3 separate regions of the Ovis aries genome follow, and all the other regions are linked to region 1. The links are chromatin contacts, called in public Hi-C maps. All regions are on one chromosome and are shown on one strand. The core of a region is the stretch at or near the end of the contact, and the rest is flanking DNA. Distances in the headings are between cores, read along the strand shown. Region 1 has its middle 30 kb from the start of MCFD2. Region 2 holds the start of SOCS5 (suppressor of cytokine signaling 5). Region 3 has its middle 33 kb from the start of CRIPT.

The links. A called contact is a pair of places that touch in the nucleus more often than the background predicts.
Region 2: a contact with region 1 is called in a Hi-C map of skin fibroblasts, with 1.8 times the contacts expected there. The contact joins the promoter of SOCS5 here to the enhancer-like site in region 1. A contact is called at or near these places in 2 of 16 Hi-C or Micro-C datasets (skin fibroblasts and tail adipose tissue).
Region 3: a Hi-C map of hypothalamus shows a contact between it and region 1, with 4 times the contacts expected there. The contact joins two enhancer-like sites. A contact is called at or near these places in 7 of 16 Hi-C or Micro-C datasets (blood, hypothalamus, muscle and 2 more).

What each region holds. Positions count from the first base shown.
Region 1 is chr3:77,456,195-77,459,417 of ARS-UI_Ramb_v3.0, reverse strand. No RefSeq gene overlaps it. Among named protein-coding and RNA genes, the nearest start is that of MCFD2, 30 kb to the right of the region's middle. Within about 2 kb of position 1,342, at least 7 of the 54 cell types and tissues checked have an H3K27ac peak or open chromatin away from gene starts, as enhancers often do. A contact at or near this core is called in tail adipose tissue, where this site is marked.
Region 2 is chr3:77,644,600-77,647,728 of ARS-UI_Ramb_v3.0, reverse strand. SOCS5 (suppressor of cytokine signaling 5) reads left to right here and starts at 1,418. Exons shown (of 2, transcript XM_042246217.1): 1 at 1,418-1,632. LOC132659409 (a long non-coding RNA gene) reads right to left here and starts at 1,279. Exons shown (of 2, transcript XR_009599839.1): 1 at 1-1,279.
Region 3 is chr3:77,690,984-77,693,971 of ARS-UI_Ramb_v3.0, reverse strand. No RefSeq gene overlaps it. Among named protein-coding and RNA genes, the nearest start is that of CRIPT, 33 kb to the left of the region's middle. Within about 2 kb of position 1,316, at least 6 of the 54 cell types and tissues checked have an H3K27ac peak or open chromatin away from gene starts, as enhancers often do.

The sequences.
Region 1 (3,223 bases), core at 93-2,592:
GCATACCAGCAGTGTCTCCCTGCCTTCATGGATTTAGGGTGATAGCAAATACAAACGTAGTGTTTGCACTGGCCCAGTAACTTTACAAGAGCTTTCTTATGTGTTAATTAATCTTTGTAACAGTCCCTTGGACTACAAGGAGATCCAACCCGTCCATTCTGAAGGAGATCAGCTCTGGGATTTCTTTGGAGGGAATGATGCTGAAGCTGAAACTCCAGTACTTTGGCCATCTCATGCGAAGAGTTAACTCATTGGAAGAGTCTCTGATGCTGGGAGGGATTGGGGGCAGGAGGAGAAGGGGACGACAGAGGATGAGATGGCTGGATGGCATCACTGACTCAATGGACATGAGTCTGAGTGAACTCTGGGAGTTGGTGATGGACAGGGAGTCCTGGCGTGCTGCAATTCATGGGGTCTCGAAGAGTCGGACACGACTGAGCAACTGAACTGAACAGTCCACTGGGGGCTTTCCTGGTGGCTCAGTAGTAAAGAATTCGCCTGAGAGTGCAGGTGATGTAGGTTCGATCCCTGGGTTGGGAAGATCCTGGAGAAGGAAATGGCAACCCACTCCAGTACTCTTGCCTGGGGAATCCCATGGACAGAGGAGCCTGGTAGGCTACAGTCCAGGGGGTGGCAAAGAGTCAGACACGACTGAGCAACTTCACTTTCACTTTCACTTTAGAGACTAAATAACAACAGCCTACTGAAACAGGTACTATTATCCACATTTTGGGGGCGTTTAGCTGGGCCCAAGACCACCCACTGGTGACCAGGAAAACCAGGATTAGGAACCCTCGCCACCTCTCACACACTCTCCTTAACACGCCTACTTCAATCTCCTGAGATCACCAGCCTACAGTTGCAGACCTGAAGCCATAGCGCAGGCAACCCTGGCTCCACTGCAGCTCTCTGGCCGGAGGACAGACCAGCTGGTCACTCAGCAGTTGGCCATTCTTCGCGGAGAGTAGGTACCTTTGCTGTCCAGATCTTCACACCCCATCCTTCCTCTTCCCAGGTATTCTGTGTCTCCACCACCAGTCCTTGGATTTCTCAGTGCAGTACCCTGACCTTGGGGAGGGAGCTCCCGATGCCAGGTTTTCTCCCATCTTGACGGGATGGACATGAGTTTGAGCAGGCTCCGGGAGTTGGTGACTTGGTGACGGACAGGGAGGCCTGGCATGCTGCAGTTCACAGGGTTGCAAAGTCTGACACAACTGGGCAACTGAACTGAGACTGCACTCCCAGGAGAAGCCTCCAGGGGGCGCCCTCACCCCCCAAGTGCAGAGGGATTAGGGTGCAGAGTCAGCGCTGGGCACCAAGCCTGGGGTGATGGTTGGAACACAGGAACTAGCTCTGTGACCTAGAGAAATAGCTTGGCTACTCCTAGTCTGTCTCCTCATGTGTCAGAAGGAAGAATGATAGCTATTTTGTTCCTGGGTCTACTTACCACATCGGGTTGCAGGGGCGGAGTGATGGAGGCCCTTGAGCCTGCCAAAGGGCTTTCCCTTGTGGCTCAGCTGGTAAAGAATCCGCCTGCAATGCGGGAGACCTGGGTTCGATCCCTGGGTTGGGAAGATCCCCTGGCGCAAGGGAACAGCTGCCCACTCAGTATTCTGGCCTGAGGAATCCTTGGGGTGGCAAAGAGTCGGAAGGGACCGAGCGACTTTGACTTTCTTTGTCTTTTCAGCCTGCCGCTAGGCGGCTCCCGTCTCAGGGAGGAGCCCTGCGCCTGGACCCTAGGCGGAGAAAAGGACAGGGCTTCTTGGGAGGGAAAGGGAACGGGCCTAAAGTACCCCCAACAGTATGATCGCTGGTCCGGACCCCAGCTGTTTGGAATTCAGTCCACAGGTATTTCTCAGCTCCGGCTGCACGTAAACCGGTGTTTGTGTGTTTGGGGCCCTGTGGGGAGAAGGAGGGAAGAGGCGAACGGAAGCAGCAGTTAGGTGGCTTGAATGAACCATCGCCCGCTAGGCACCAGGTTTTCATGTTCACTGCCTCCTTTTTTTCCCTCACAGTCACCCCCGAGAAATAAACACGCTCATCTCCTTTTCACAGACGAGGAAGCAGGAGCCGCTCCAGATTCCCCGCCTCCACCCGCAGCCCGCACGCCCCCTCCGCAGGACAGTCTGAGTGAACTGAGGGACTGGACACTGGAGGGGAAGCTCTCCAGGGGCTCTCCAGGGCTCAGGTCCCGGCTGAGTCACCTGCCTGGGTGTCCGTTTCATATGGCCTCTCTGCTACTCACTGACCAAGAACGTGACTTAATTCCCTGTGGGCGATCCCACCAGGCACGTAAAGAAATGCGTGATGACTGTGACACAGAAGCTAAAAGCCTCAATTACCCTTCGTGACAGGAACCTGGGACTTGTTTATGAAGAGAGAAATTTTTGCCTCGTAAATTGCACTTGTGAGGGGTCAGCCCGCGCTGCTGGTGACCCTGTTACATCCTTCACAGCCAGAGGCAGCCTCACAGATGGCAGGGATCACCCCAGCCACACCCCCTGCTTATTAAGCCCCAGATTCCCGGTTTGAGAGAGCCCTGAAGGGTCGGACTGGGGGCCAGGGTTAGGCCAGGAGAGGCAGCCAGAATGTAGGGATATTCCCAGCTCTCATCCTGGCTCTCCTTACAGGTACCAGTTGTAGGGGATGGGCAAAGGAGAAGGTCTTTAAGAGGTTTTCTTGGCGCTCCCACCCCCAGAAATTCTGATGTAACAGGTCCAGCGTGGAGCCTGGGCACTGGGAGCTTAAACGGTGGCTCAGGTAATTCCCATGTACAGCCAAATGAAGGGCTAAATAGACCTTACCCCACCCTGCCAACTGATGAATTGAACAGAAAGCTTTCAGCAAGTGCGGGCTGGTGGGGGGGTGGGGGGCAGGACCAGGAATAAAACACAGTTTCTACTCAGGCTCCTTTACATGAAGCTGTATTTCTGACTCCCTATATCCCATGGGCAACAGGGACCCTATGAGGAGGCCTGGGTGCAGGATGTGGTCCCTTGGAGAGAAGCAAGCCCAAGCTTGAGGTGAGCCCAGAAGATGATGTGGTCTGTTTGGGAGCTCCCACCAATGCACACAGCCATGGCTCCCCTCCCAAAGCTGTCACTCCCATGGGCGTTCACCCCTTCATCTCTGCTGTCTTGCTCCCCAGACCTTCACCAGGTGTCCTGAATGTCCCACACCCAGCTGCCTGAGGATCCCCTTTCACTCCACTTACGAACGTTTG
Region 2 (3,129 bases), core at 169-2,668, 190 kb before region 1:
TTCAGGAACTTAGTCAATTTTGTTCACCACCATATCCTAAGCACCTCAAACAGTAGCTGGCACATTGTAAAATGCTTAGTAAATACTGGGCTAATGAATAAATGGCCCAGGTGAGGCAATGGCTGTTGAAATTGAGGGGAAAGCACAATTAGAAAAGATAACCAACAGGACAAAGCTCAGAGGGGTACAGAAGTGTTACAGCAAGGAGGCAGTATGGAGGATTGCTCCCAGGTTCTGGTTTGGTGAAGTGAATGAATGGTGATGTTATCAAAGAAGATAACAGACGGGGAGGAGCAGGTTTTGTGGACTTCTTAGGGTATTTCAGTTCATATTTGGATGTGTCAAGATTAGATTTAAGTGGAGATATCCAAAAGCACTAAGACAGGCAGATGGGAACCTCATTAAAGGTACACTCAGTCATCAGAATGGTTAGACTACCTTAGAGTGCAGCAGAATGACTCTGTACCTACTAAGGAGAGGACTAAGGATTAGATCCTGGGACTCTTCTAAAAAGCCAACACAACTGAATTAGGTTAGCTGAAAAAAATGCAATCTGAGAGTTTATAGTCTTAGGGAAACTGGAGTGACGGGAGACCTTAGAAACTACTGCAAAAGAGATCACTTTATACAAGCGACCCTTGAACTCGATCATACGGATGTCACTGGCGGCCTTGAGAGGGGCACTTTCAGTGGATTAGTAAGGAACATAATTTAGTCTGGAGTTGAAATACGGCTGAGAGCCAGACAGGGTCTCATTGTTTGTTTTGTTTGGAGGTGTTATAATACGACCATGAGTATGTCTAACACAAAAGTGGCCAGTAAGTTTGTGAATGACAAGGCTTCTATAAGTCCAGACGGCCTGTCCTGGTGGAGTCAGACTGCCTCAACTATGCTTTTATCCTATTAACCATTTCTAGGGTTGGGGAGCCCTTCCAGCCAAACTGCAAGCAAAAAGTGAGAGACAACCCTCCATCCGATCTGAGTCATGTTTGTGACAGCTGGCAATAGGGATGGCATTACTTGAATTAAACGAAGTGCCTAGGTTCCCGTGGATCTTGGAATTTAATAATAGGCTCCTTGCTGGAGGGATCTAGGGAGACTCATTCACATTTTCCAACAAGGAACTCACGCCTCCATTCAACATTTTTCCTTTCCTTTTTCCTAACAGAGTTGAAACCAGGGACAAAGCGTTCCTCCTCCCACCACTTCAAGGCTGACCTTCCGCCCTCAAGCCCACCGCTGCCCCTTCTCGGACCACGTGACCCTGCTCAGACCCAGTGACTCGCCGCCGCCGACCCCTCCCCTTGGGTCCGCTTTACTCCGCCCCTCAAGCCCACGTGACCTCATATCTCCCATCTGACTGGCTCCTCCCTTTCCCCCGGGCCGGACCCGGCCGCCGCCGCTGCGGCCCGACTCCAAAATGGCAGCCGCGCACAGAGCGTACCCGAGCGGCCGGACCTCCCTGACTCCCGGGCCGCTTAACTCTAGCTCCCAGCCTCCCTCCTTCGGCCTTCACCTACACGCCTTCGGATTGGCCGCTAGGAATCCCGCCCCTCCAGAGCCCCGCCTGCTATTGGTCACGGTAGGCTGCCCTTCAGAGAGGCGTGCCGCCGCCTCCCCCCGCCCCGGGAGGTATTTTCCATTCCGGTGGGGGTTGGGGGGTGGGGGGAGGGGTAAAGGGTGAAGAGGGGGAGGCGGCCCGGGAAAGGGGTGGGGGCCTGGAGGGGGCATCCGGCGGAGCTGGGGTCCCCGGGCTCCGTCCGGAGGAAGCGAGACTGCGCTCGCTCGGGCTGTCCCTGAGAGCCGGACGGGACCGGCGGGCTGTCCGGCGGACTCGCTCTCGGTGACTGCGCCGTCCGGGCCCGTCCTGCCTGGCCGCAGGTGCCCCTGGATGAGGCCGCCCCGCGCGCCCCGACCGGTGAGTGTCCCCGCGGCCGACCTGGTTGGTGAGCGCTCCCCGGCCCCCGCGCCGCCGTTAGCTGCCGCCTCTCCGGCCCCAGGTGCTCGCTCCGGGCGCAGTCCGTCTCCAGCCGGCGCCTCCACATCCCGGGCGGAGGCAGCGCCAGCCCTCCGGCCGGGAAGAAGACGACGGGCGGGGGACGGCGGACCCGGGCCGCGAGCCGGGTGCAGACCGTGCGGCGCATAGTGGGAGCTTGCGCTTGGTAGGCTTTCGATGCATTTCGTTGAATTATTTTTCTGGTTGGAGGAATCAGGGGCGCCTAAGGGGAGAGGGATCGCTCCAGGGTAGTCGGAGGACGTTCATGATCAGGGTCGTGGCCAGTCTCGGGGGTCACCAGAGACTGTGGGGCATTTGCGCGCGCTGCATGGAAGAGGGCATCCGTCAAGATACTGGGTTCTGAGGCTCCAGTCCGGGGGTCCTCAAGGTCGACGAGAAGGTCCACCGGGAGATGAGAGGGAACTGGGAAACTTGGATGGGGGAAGTGGCTGGAGCACCTCCGGAGTTTAACCCGAGGTGGAAAGGGATGCTCAGGCGGGCGCTGGAAGACCCTCTGCAACTACTTGGGGCCCTAAGATTCTTTGGTACTGGGATTTGGGGATTCAAGTAGCTGAGGCGAAGTGACTTTCTGGAGAGGGCGTTGTATTTAAAGAAGGATGCTCAGAAACAGTTTAAGCGCTCATCTTGGCTTGGTTCTGAACTTTGAAAGGCTGAAGGATTGGAGTCGCGAGGTGATTTTTGACATTTTCTTTCGGCATTCCAACCAAAAGGTGGACCTTGGCAGCTGTCTTCTAAAATGTATGTATGCGTTCTATGGTGTTTTCCCGGTTATTATTTTTGCTGGAAATTCTCAAATTGCACCTTGAAATTCACAAACTGCACCTCTTGTAGCAGCTTCTCCATCTGCTGAAGATCCCTCCTTCAGGTCTCTCCATCCATTGCAGTAGTTTACTTCCTTCCAGTTTAATATTTAGACTGATGTGTACTATTATTACAGTTTGCTAATGACTTTTATTCTATAAGATTAATAAGTAATTCATGGGCTTTCTTTCCCTTGTTTTAAATTGTTTCTTTACAAGGTCATATAAAATTGAACCACAAATTTTATAGAAGTTTAAAATATTTTAACTTTGTTGAACTGGGAAGATGTTTGGTAGGCTAGCAGCAATACG
Region 3 (2,988 bases), core at 67-2,566, 230 kb before region 1:
GTCATACACTTCAGTGATTCAGAAAACATCCTTTAGGAATGTGCAAAGCCTAGTTTCTTCAACCAGAGAAGGCAATGGCACCCCACTCCAGTATTCTTGCTTGGAAAATCCCATGGATGGAGGAGCCTGGTGGGCTGCAGTCCATGGGGTCACTGAGGGTCGGACACGACTGAGCGACTTCACTTTCACCTTTCACTTTCATGCATTGGAGAAGGAAATGGCAACCCACTCCAGTGTTCTTGCCTGGAGAATCCCAGGGACGGCGGAGCCTGGTGGGCTGCTGTCTCTGGGGTCGCACAGAGTCGGACACAACTAAAGTGACTTAGCAGCAGCGGCAGCAGAAACTAACACATTGTAAAGCAACACATTGTAAAGTCCACCCTGTGCCAATAAAAATTAATTTTTAAAAAAGCAAATAAAAATCTAAAGTTAAACTGAACAGTAAAATTGAGGAGCATTTTAGATAGAGTACTATTTCATTTTAAAGGGACATGTGAATACTGATACTTAGTCCCCAAAAGTCTGAAATCATCTGGAGATCCTGTTAAAATGCAGATTCTGGTTCAGCAGGTCCAAGACGAAACCCACAGTTCTACACTTCTAACAAGCTCTCAGTGGTGTCAAAGCAACTCTCCTTAGTCCACACCTCTAGAAGAAAGGGACAAGTTTACTTGGTGCCCATATCTTTAAATGTGTTTTCTGTGGAGGTCGACCCTGACTTTTTCAGATCTACAATTACCCTTAGTCATAGGAATCTTTCTGCTTCTGAATTCCTAGTACACTTATTATATGTATCATCCACAAGCTCTTAGGTACTACAGTGTGTTATGTCCTATATAGGCATGTCTTGTATTCCCTACTAGATTATAAGCCTATCTGTGTTTGCTCAGCCCTGTGTATACAACATAGATGCTGAGTGAAGAACTACTGATGACTGATCGATACATTGAAGATCATTCGCCACTTTCTCAGAATGCTACACCTAGCTCATGAGTGAGCCCAGGGCTTAAATCAAGTGTCTGGTCTAAGAGACACTGAGTCTATTCTGCCTCTCATTTCCCCTCTCTAAGTTGGTGTTTTAGAAACCAGTGGTTGTGTGGAGAGTTCTACTTGGGTATGTGATAAAACAACAACAAGCCGTGAGGGGAAAAAAGGTTGGGGTAAGAGTGGGGAGACTGTCACAGCAGGAAGCATCCCCACTGGCTGCATTAGACTACCCAAGTAAAACCCCTGGAAAGAGCACAGGCTTGGGGGCCGACAATCCGGTGTTCAGAGCCTCATGTCTCCCGCAAGTGTGTTGGATAGTTTTCATGCAGAGTAGTAGCTCCATCTAGTGGCTCACTGCCGACTAAATTCCCTCACAAATTATGTCTTCTAGTACAGTTGAGGGAGAAGGCAATGGCACCCCACTCCAGTACTCTTGCCTGGAAACTCCCATGGACGGAGGAGCCTGGTGGGCTGCAGTCCATGGGGTCACTGAGGGTCGGACACGACTGAGCGACTTCACTTTCACTTTTCACTTTCATGCATTGGGGAAGGAAATGGCAACCCACTCCAGTGTTCTTGCCTGGAGAATCCCAGGGACGGGGGAGCCTGGTGGGCTGCAGTCTCTGGGGTCACACAGAGTCGGACACGACTGAAGCGACTTAGCAGCAGCAGCAGTACAGTTGATGGTCATTTGATTCATCCTTTCATTTCATTCAACAGCATTTACTGAATGCCGAGCATTTGTCTGCTAAATCTAAAACAGTGAACAAGACAGACATGGTCCCTGCCTTAAGGGCGTTCATGGTCAGATGGAAAAGACAGAAAGTAAATAATTTGTCAAGTACATTTTGGTTTTTATTTTTGTCTTTTAAGTTTTTACTATTTTTAATTGGAGTATAGTTGATGTGTAATCTTATATAAGTTACAAGTATACACTGTGCTGCTGCTAAGTCACTTCAGTCGTGTCCGACTCTGTGCGACCCCATAGACGGCAGCCTACCAGGCTCCGCCGTCCATGAGATTTTCCAGGCAAGAACACTGGAGTGGGGTGCCATTGCCTTCTCCACAAGTGTACACTATAGTGATACATAATTTTTAAAGGCTGTCTTCCATTTGTAGTTATTATAAAATATTGGCTATATTGCCCAGATTGTGTAATATATTCTTGTAGGTTATTTTATACAGGACAGTTTGTACCTCTTAATCCCCTTCCCTCTTGCCTCTCACTACTGGTAATCACTAGTTTTTGTTTTTGTTTTTTAATCTGTGAGTCTGCTTCTTTTTGTTGTAGTCACTAGTTGGTTGTATTTTTAAGATTCCAAGTAAATTTGAATTCAAATTACAAAAAGTCATATGAAAAAGTATAGCATCCTTCTTATAAGAAGTATGAGTCTGTAGTAAGGCTTCCTTAGGGAAGTGACGTTGAAGGTAAGAAGAGAAGAAGTTGGCCAAGCAACAACATCAGGCATGAATCAGACACCCAGCAGCATCTCTCTGGAGACCTCAGCTCCCGTTTTAGATCAGGACCAGTCCATTGGGAGCTCCAACCTTGAGCTATGGCCTCTTTCATCAGTCATTTAGCCTCTATCAGTCCACCCTGTGCAAATCACTTTATATACATCATCACTGATCTTATATTATCCTTTTATGACAAAATTCACAGAGGTTAACTCACTCACACAAAGGTCTAAAACGACACAGAGAGTCAGGAGTCACACCCTGATCTCTGCCTCCAAAGTCCATAATCTTTCTTCTACTTACGGGGTCTCCCTAAAGCCAAGGCCAGATCTCTTTATTCTGTTGCTTGCCTTCCCCTAAAAGGAAATCATTATGAGAAGTGTTTAGGAAGAGTGAAAATGTGAAATTAAAACAAAATAATAGCTTGGTGGGTCATGTGTGAAGAGCCTCTTACTGAGGGACCTGAGTCACTCTTTGTCTCACCTTGTCTGCCGTGGTCTATGGGCAAGCCCTGCATTGGACCCCAGGTTTCAATAACTGCCC